Linked DNA regions of Sus scrofa: region 1 is linked to region 2. A link is a contact called in public HiChIP or PLAC-seq data. All regions are on one chromosome and are shown on one strand. The core of a region is the stretch at or near the end of the contact, and the rest is flanking DNA. Distances in the headings are between cores, read along the strand shown.

Region 1 (4,895 bases), core at 2,150-4,649, 130 kb after region 2:
AACAAGAAAGAGGCTGGAAGGGAAGGCTCGTTTCCTCTGCAGGGTGTGGAGAGCTGGAGCATGCACAGCCGACTCTCGTTTATTTGAAATTGTTCCATGGTGCAAGGCCCTCTAATTGATCATTCCTTTGCAGATGTCAATGGAGAAATGTGAGTTCCGTATTTATAAAGCCAGAAAAATAGGGGCTTGTCCCCTACCTCCCAGGTGTGTATTTATGCACTGATGAATGACCCCAAAGTGGGTTTGTTATAGAAAATGTTCGTGCCAAAGGCAGGAACCTTACATCTGGAAACACGGTCTGACAATTAGGCCTCTGAGCCCAGAGGCCAGCACTCAGGCTCAGCGTTTGTTTCCTGGCTGTGACTATCACATCCTTAATGCTGGGGTGAACTCAAGAGTTTTAGAATTTGGATCCTCATGGTTTCTACAATACTGTCCCCTGAGGTTGCTTTTTGTCCTGTTCCAGTTGTTTGTTTGTTTGGGGCACTGGGGGTGAAGCATTACAGATTTTGGAATCCCATCAAGTTCAGTGCAGGAGAAAAGACTCTAAAACCCTAGTCTTGTCCCAAGGGGAGAACTCTGAGGAATAAGGAGTTAAAAGACCCTTTGAAGTAGTTGGATGGGAAGTTCCTTGCAGACTTGGGGCGCCCTAATTGGATGGGCATCTCCCAGGAGCCTGCTGGCCCAGCTCCACCTTGGGGAACAGCGTGTCTGTACCAAGACGTGACCCGACCCCAGCTCCTGTCCCCTCCCTCTCTCCTCTGAACCGGCCTCTCCTTTCCAGCCCTCTAAACAATGGCGCCCTTTGTTTTAAGAAGGAGGGTGAAATAGAAATCACACTTCCAAAGTAACATTTACAAAAAGAGACAGAGTGAAAAATTAGGACTGGTTAAATCAGAAGTGGTGTGTCCTGCTTGGCCTCCCATAGGTCTTTCTCCCCAGGTGAAGTCTGTGCTGAGTAATGTCTGACCCATGTCTGACCATCTGAGCCTTATGTTTTAGGCACTTCAGGGGGTGGAAAACAGCTGCTGTGAAAGGGTTAAAAATTCAAGAGCCCCAAGCGACGGCATGTCCAGTTTCAGTCAGAAAGACAAGTGTTTGGTTAGTAACTGGATATGGCTGGAGCTGGGTTTTGGCCTCCCATCCTTCTGCAGGTTGAGAGTAGGGGATGGCCCAGTTCTTGCAGTTATTTGAAGGTGGAATCAAGGCAGGAGGCTCTAGAAGGCAGGACCTGGGAGGTGCTACCCACCCCTCTTGTACACAGAACGCAACAAAGCCCAGGGAGGGCTGGGGACTTGACCCAGGTCATCCTTGTTGGTGGCACAGCAAAGGCAGGTGTGGGAAGGTCTTGCTTCCAGTCCCAGTGTCCTTTCTGGAAAGCCCTGGATTATTTCAGCACATGGGGCTCAGGCAGACACAGATTCAGGGCTAGCTCGGCCTCTGCTTGACTGGGTTACCTCCTATGCATCTTTTCCCCTCTCCATCCAGACTCCTCACCTGTGAATGGGGTTCAGAATAGCTCTGGCTGGTTTTTTGTGTTAAATGAGATGATCAGTATAAAGACCAGAGACCAACATGCTCAAAAAAATGTTTGTTCCTGAGCTACCAAGAATTCTCCCAGCTTGGGACTGTTCGCCCAGACAGAACAGCCTCTTCCAAATTAGTAGGGATGCAGATAAAGCCACTGAAAACCAAATATCCTCCTTGATGTTCGGCACACTCCCAGCCCCTTAGTGGAGGAAGCCCATGTCAACGGAAAAGGCAAATGGGACGGAGAGAATAAAAAGAGGCTTTTCTGAGCAAAGGGGGGCTCACCCTGAGAAGCAGTGCCGAGTTAACGATGCCTGGAGCAGGCCTGTGAAGTTAGGGAGGCCTGGAGATTAGAAGGCCAGGAGGAAATAATGCTTTTCTTGTCTCAGCTGCGGGGGCAGAAGGAGAGCAACAGCTGGCGGGCATATGCAGCCTGTTAGGGGCACGCTCCCATCAGACAGAAGGAAATCCTGCCCGGCGCTGGCAGGGCCGCAACAGCCACCGGGGAGCAGGCGGTCTGGAGGTCTGGGGGAATCAGAGCCATTGCTGCCAAGGCTCCAGGCTCTGTGTCCCTCCTCTGCTGTCTGAGCAGGGGCCTCCCTCCCCAGCCACTGGCCCCTGAGGCCCTTTCCCTTCTCAGAAGGTGTTGGATCCAGTGATGCTATCAACAGACAGTCCGAAGAAGCATGGGGTTTATTTTGTACCCACTTCAAAACGCCTGTGAATCCCCCCTCCTCCTCCTGAGCCTGGATAGGTGACTTTGGCCCACTCTGTAGCCTGGAATCCTCCTCCTCAGCCAGGTTAGACAGCGAGCGGCCTTCTTCCCCCTCTCCAACTTTTCCTTGGTTTTCCTATATTGGCCAAGGGATCAAACTCCTGAGAAAGAGGCCAGGGCCTCCTGCTATCCCCTCTTGGACCCTCAGCTTCTGAGCCGCTGGACCATGTGACAAGATGCCCAGCATTAGCGTCTGCTAATTAATTGGAAAACCCGGCTCCCTGTTGGCCTGTAGCTTTTACAAACCTGAATTAAACGAAGTGTTTATGTGACAGATATGTGGGAGGGATTTCAGATATAATCACCATCAATCTGCCTGCAGCCAAAATAAATTCTGTGAAAAGTAAAACAAACTATTGCACAGACAAAGTAGGCCTTAGGGGTCTCCAGCCATAATCTGTGTTTTCTTATTTAGCCGCGTCTAATATTTCTGCTCTTTTCGGCGTAGATAGGATCTCTGCACACAGGGCACTCTTGCTGCAGCTGCCAGGGGTGGACACACGCTCTCTCCCACTGAGTGGAGGGAGAGGAGAGGGATGTTGCATATTTACATTTAAATTCTTAGTTCAAATAAACCAGCTCTTGGTTGGGCACAGGATGGGGTAGGGAATGGGAAATGGGAGGAAGGGCTGGCTGCAGGCTCTGCTCTTCCAACCTGCATGGGTTAGAGCTGCGGTGGAAAAGTCAGAGACAGCTGATCCGGAGAGGGGCTGGGTGGAGAGCCCCTCGGTGTGCCTGTGAGGTATGCGGGCCGTCTGAGTGCGCTCCCTCCTTCAGATATTTCAGCACTCTTGTGAGGAAAGAGAGTGAGGAAATTGAAGCTCTGACACAGTAACCACTTGCCCAGCTCTAAAAATGGTGACATTGGCATTGACCCTGATGCCAAGTCCCCTGTGTTCTCTCTGCACAATGCCTTGGCAAATAAAGAGCCGTTCCTCTTGAGAAGAAGCCTTTCACACCTGGGCCAGCCCTGCCTGGCCGCCCTGCCCTGCATCCCTCCCTCGTTCACAACCGGGGCTGCTCCTCACTCCCTCCCTGGCTCTCCTCCTTTGGCACTGCTTCAGCCCAGTTCCCAGGCCTGGCATGCGGTAAGAAACACTGAGGTCTCCAGACTAGCAGCTGCCTGTCCTGCCTGAGCACAGCAAGCACGAGCCTCCTTCCTGAGCTCCAGCTCCTCGCTCTGCTGGGTTTTGCCCAGGTGGCCAGCCTAGGACCCAGCAGTGTCCCAACGGAAAGGCTCCAGCTGGCTCCATGCGGATGTCTGGGTGCTTAATGCCAGCTCTCCAGCTCGCCTGTACCCAGGCTTGGTATGCTTGCTGAGATTCCACAGCTGGGACACTCCCTCCCCACTAAGCCGCTGCCCCACTGCTCAGTGCTGGCCTGCGCATCCATTGAACTCAATGCCTGCCCGTTGCTTTGAACCCCTGTCCTGGCTCCTGTGCTGCCTCATTGGTGGATCTGGTGCCACATCCTTTCCTTTCCTCAATATCTAGAATTGCTCTCTATAGCCCTCTCAGTGCTATTCCTTACTGATTCTGAGATGTGAGCAAATGCTTTTCCTGGTTTTTTTTGTTTTTTTCCCATCTGCCCTTCTATCTCTCTTTGTAAGAACCCCATCTAGAGTCAAAAAGCCCGTGCCCAGTGGAAGATTCTAGATCAGTGTTTCAGGCTACAGCTGTTCCCTCTGTCTCCAACAAAAGTAATGGGACAAATCTGTCCTGCTCCCCTACCACCCTACAGTACCAAAAAAGTCAATTATGTTATGTTTATCTACACTTGGAAGGACCAGCAAAAATCCTCTCTATGAAATAAAAGTGTATTTGTAACTGCAGACCCATTCATTCAGTAATATTTATTGAGTCTACTTTGTGCCAGACACTGTTCTGTGCCCTTGGGGTATATATCAGTAAATTAAAAATCCTTGCCCCCCTGGAGTTTATATTCTAGTAGGTAAAAGTAGATGATAAATAATAATCATAAACAAGAAGAAATGTGTACAATGTGAGAGAAGACCAAAAATGCCAATGACTAAAACAGAGCAAGATAAGAGAGATTGGAAATACTGGAGCAGGGGTGAGTTACATATTCAAATAGGGTGTTTGCAGAGAGCCTTATAGGGAAGGTGATATTTAAGCATAGACTTGAGGGAGGGGAGGACGTTCGCCATGAGTGTATCTGGGGAAGGGTGTTCTAGACCGAGGGAACAGCCCTTGCAAAGGCCCTGTGGCAGGACTATATGTCTGGCATGTATAAAGACCGGTAGGAAGGCCAGAGTGGCTAGAGTGAAATGACCAGTGGTGGAACTAGAAGGAAATGAGGCCAGAAAGATAACAGGGACCATCATGTAGGACCTTGCAGGTACTGAGACCACTTTGACTTGTTTTGTCCCTACTGAAATGAGTTCATAAAGGCCTGTCTCTCATTAGTCAAATGAGAATTCAAGAAATTCAACAAATATTTCTTGACTGTATATGCCAGGTCCTGAGGCATGTATTGATGAGTAGGTTAGTCTCTGCCTTCAAAAGGTTCAAGTTTGATTCCCAGTGGTTGCAGCAGCATGGTACAGAGGAAAGAGACCTGGACTAGGGGT
Region 2 (4,666 bases), core at 353-2,852:
CTTTTAAAAGCGTCCAGAGTGGATAGACAACTAGAAGTACTTTGCCCTTACAGCACGGTTCTTTGTGGAGTCTTAAATCCTGTGTGTTTGGCTCAGAAAGCACATGCTAAGATTAAGTTGTTTTTAAAGTGATGGAGTTGCATCACCATGGTTCTTCTGTGCTCTGTAGGGTATCATGTTGCTTTAATGTAATGAGTCCTGGGCTTCTAAATTTTTTTCCCCATGCTGGAAATGATTACATAAAACTGAATGGCTGTATCCGAAGTCTTATGAATCTTGAGAATTTCTTATTCTCCAGGAAAAATGTTACGAAGACGTTTCTTATCCTTTGGGGGGAGGACGACTTATATTTGTAACAAGTTTCTGTTGAAAATATCAGCAATTTTAGGTTATATAGCATTCTGTTTGAAAAACAAGCAGTCTCTGCTCCAAGGTCTGCATTTTAACTTTGTGCAGATGTGTGCTAAAAGAACATGATGTGCTTATTTGTTGCATTTATGCTACTTTCTTACTTTAAGTAAGATGGATGAAATTACATATTAAATAAAAACAGCAGCTCAGACAGCAGTCCTCAGCAAACTGAAAAAGCTGTTCAGAGACAGTGGAGAAAATGAGACTATGATTGTAATAACACATTGACTTTTGAGAGAACTGTCTACCTAAATGCATTTATATAATAATTTCTCTGTGGGATTTAGCAGTGTTAACTGTCTAATGTTTAAAATTAATCTGCCATTAAATGTGCTGGTGAAACATTACCCAAAGTATTGTGTTTTATATCTTAACAAAATATAGCACTTTAATTTTGATGTAACTGCAATTATAAACAGGCACACACTGAGATGTATAACATAAAACTCCAGTTAGAAAAAAAGAGCTGTGTGGCTTTGGGCAAGTTATTTAGCCTCCCTGAACCTCAATATTTCCCTCTCTGTATGCTGTGATACCTACCCTTTAAGATGATTGCCAGGATTAAATGAGAACATCTATCAAGCATTGGCACAGTGCCTGGCACATGTGCTTCAGAACATGTTCACTAACCTTCTCGTTCGAAGCTTCATAAAGTACAGTGTGTTTTATGTGGTACTTTTGAGCCAGAAAGTACTTTGTACTGAGTATTACTCATTACACTCAATTCTAAAATGAAACCGTGCATTGGATATTGTCACAATTCTAGAGTGAAAATTTAGAATAATGTAGAATAAATTATTCTAAGGGTATTTAAAGTACACATGTTTGTTGAGTGGCTACTGAGCCTAAAACACCATTCCCCGTCACTTACAGTTGCATATATTTGAAACCCAGTAACAGAGGGGTCAATCAGAATGCTATTCCAAGTTCATTTTGTAGTCCCTCTCCCCTTTTGTTTCCTGTTTTCCTTTTCCTGCAACCATTATAACTTTAGGAAAGTTTTCAAAATAAAAGAGCATCTGACTTTGTCCCATAGTCATTTAAAAATAGGGTTGATCAATATTGAAGCATTAGCTAGGAGCACAATTTGGTGCTTTCTTATTGATTTCGGTTACCAGTGCCCTCAGGCTTGTGTGTGTGAGGGTGAAAATGATATATGAAATATGCACCCAGGTTAAACAGGCCAATATTCTTCTGACATCTGCAACCACTATAAACAGAATTCTTTATATGGAAGTGACTTAAGTAGCAGTTAGTCACACACACACACACACACACACACACATACACACACACAATCTTAAGACTCTAAGTGGCCTCCTGAGCCAGTGTTTTTGTTATTGTGGCCAAGACTTGTACAGTCTTTGGAAAGTTTCTGCCTTTTATTTACTTTTATTATTAATTATGAAATGATATTCAAAGTTATATATTTTCAGCTCATGAATATACTTTTTTGGCATTTTAACAGTTGATTCTAAGCCAGAATCTTGGGGATTTGAAAGATGTTCTGCTTAATAGCCAGTTGCAGACTGGTCAAGCCAAGAAGGTAGATATCAGGGAAGTCTGCTCAGCAGGGCACATATTATTGAGAAAGTTGTGCAGGCAAGTTGGCTGTGGGCAGAGGTTGTCATGTGTCATCTGTGCTGTCAGTCCAAGCTTTAGCAGCTGTTCCCTGTCACCAGGCCCCTATGTGCTACTGCCCATCCATCAGCACTAGTAGATACCGCTGCTTCCCTAGTGGGCTGGAGAAGCCATGGACACTCAGACATACAGTGTGCATCTCACTGGCCATTAGCTGGAGTGGAAGCTCATTTCTGAAAAGAAGGGCCCAAGCACCAACTCCTTGGTCTTTCATTAGACTATTAACCAAAACATATTCTGAAGAACATAAGTTGAATTTAGGTGAATCGGTTTTTTGACTAAAAATATGACTCTGGAAACATAGGAGGTTACACATGTGAACCCAAAGAGGTTGCCATGGTTAAATGAGAGATGAGAGAGCTTTCTCCACCAGATAACAGATTATCACTACTGGATTATCACTGGCGTGGCCTTTTCTAGTTGAACACCACAATGCAGAAAAGCCTGGAAATCACAAGCATTCCTTTCATGATCATGTAGCAACCTGCCAAATGGGATGCCTCCCAATTCTGATCATGGACAAGCCTCCACCAGTTTTCTTTTCCCTGCTTGTATTCCAGAAACATCCTTAGAGGGAAGGATTTGAGGGCATTAGTATCACTATCTGTCTGATTACTGTGTTGACATTTTTAAAGAGCCATTAATCATAGGAAATGGAACTCAGTGATGTAGGAAAATACCCAGCCAAAGAATAGGAAGACAGTAAGCTACAGCCCAATATTCAGATGAAATTGAAGGGAAATTCATCTTAACCCTCTATTGTTTTTTGCTTAATTAACTTATTACAGAACTCCAAAGTCAAGTAATTGAGAGGCAGCTGTACAAGCAAGGGAAATGGTAAACATAGCAAAGGGAAATTGAGAAAGGCAGATATTTTCATTTTATAAATATTGCAACTGTATAATATGTAAAGTAATATTCATCTTAAGATTATGTAATTGATGTCTTGCTTAACAGTGCTTTCATTTTGAAAGTTACTTTTTTTTTGATAGTCCTCATTTTTTCTGTTGACTCTGAATATTTAATGTATTGATGTTATTTAGTCCATGTGAGGTTTGACTCTTGATGGAATTTGACAATTATTAGGTTGATAGTATGCTTACACAGGTAACACTGTCACCATGGGTACACAGAAGTAAAGAGCACATGAATAGAGTAATTTATTTGTCAACAGCTGGCAATGCTTATAGGATATTTTGCCACATTTTGATATCATCTCTTCGTTGTTTGCCTCATAGCTTATTTAATTCAAAGAAGTTTTCCTAACTGAAATTTTGAGAAACATAAAGCAAATATAGATGTTCTTATTTAGAAAATACGTATGACGCTAAATGCTAATGAACCCTGCACTGTGAAACGTTTCTGATGCTAATTCTGAGCTGGTGCTTCATTGGAAAGTAGCACAAAAACCTGAAATCATCCTCTCCCTTTCTTTCCCCAAGGCAGATCATCGATATAGCCTGGGACACATGGTAGATTTTCAGTAAAGACCAGCTGATTGATTGATATATAGATCTGAGATGAATGCATTTTAGCGTGACCTTTATAAGGAAAATGGAAAATAATAACTGGTGAGTGTTTTTCTCCCCCCCTCTGCAGGTTTTTGTCATTTATTGGAGGAACACTGAATGAGATTGGAAAGCCTGAAATGCAACAAAAAATAAATTCATTCCTTGAAAAAGAAGGAATAGAGAAAATTGCAGAAAGATTGCAAACAACAGTACACACCTTACAGGTCATTATAGATGGTCTCAGCCAGCCTGAGACCTTTGACTTTCGAACAGGTAAACAATTGAACTTGAATGACAGCACCTTTCACTTGCATAGCTCACGTCATTAACTGTGTTGTCCCTTTCAACAATCCTAACCCTTAGGATTCTCCATTCTCCCATCTGTACATGAGAAAACTAAAGCATAGGGACCTTCTTTCAAAGTCATTGCAGTTAGAATCCAGAGCCAAAGCTAAAGCCAAGTCTCCAGACTGCTTGTCCCATGCTTGTTTCCTATCACACTAGACTAAGTGCATCAAGCCTGTGCTGCTATGTGCATTGAGGCACACATGTTTCATAATCCCTTTATAAGCTGTTTTTACCTCATAAGAGCCAGAAGTCCAGGGTAAAGCATTCAGTTCACAAACTAAAGTGCATCTTCTCCCTAAATTACAGCCTTTCTAGTACCTGGATTCTCTGTCAATGACTACATTGAACAAATAAGATGCTATCTCTCTGCTGATTTTCCCTCTAATTAAAAGTGCTCTCAGCTTTCAGCACAGGTAGATGGTGAGGGAAGTATAACAGCCATAGTTGTTGAGAGCAATGACCCGGTGAGAAGGTATTAAGGTATCAAATGACCTACTTCCCAAAGAAATTTGAATAGGAAGCCCTGAAATTTAAATGAATCTGCACTTGTCTCACTTCACCTTTATGATTCCACATTTAGGGCTTGGCTCTGTTCATTCTGGGTTAGGCTGTGTTGAGATGCTTTCTTTGGAAAGGTTTAAGGGAATTTAAAAACATACCCAGCAAGCTCAATATACCATTCCCTCAACTTTTTCTTTTTCTTTTTTTTTTTTTTTTTTGGTCTTTTTGCCTTTTCTAGGGCCGCTCCCGCGGCA

What was found. HiChIP or PLAC-seq counts read pairs in DNA pulled down with a chosen protein or histone mark.
Region 1: an H3K27ac HiChIP or PLAC-seq map of skeletal muscle shows a contact between it and region 2. The contact joins two enhancer-like sites. A contact is called at or near these places in 1 of 47 Hi-C or Micro-C datasets (embryonic fibroblasts) and 1 of 2 datasets of contacts at active chromatin or transcription factors (skeletal muscle).

Annotation. Positions count from the first base shown.
Region 1 is chr3:95,253,857-95,258,751 of Sscrofa11.1, forward strand. No RefSeq gene overlaps it. Among named protein-coding and RNA genes, the nearest start is that of SIX2, 200 kb to the right of the region's middle. Within about 2 kb of position 3,400, at least 7 of the 83 cell types and tissues checked have an H3K27ac peak or open chromatin away from gene starts, as enhancers often do. A contact at or near this core is called in skeletal muscle, where this site is marked.
Region 2 is chr3:95,125,774-95,130,439 of Sscrofa11.1, forward strand. It overlaps SRBD1 (S1 RNA-binding domain-containing protein 1), which reads left to right. Exons shown (of 20, transcript XM_021087564.1): 19 at 3,652-3,836. Among named protein-coding and RNA genes, the nearest start is that of SRBD1, 220 kb to the left of the region's middle. Within about 2 kb of position 1,603, at least 4 of the 83 cell types and tissues checked have an H3K27ac peak or open chromatin away from gene starts, as enhancers often do. A contact at or near this core is called in skeletal muscle, where this site is marked.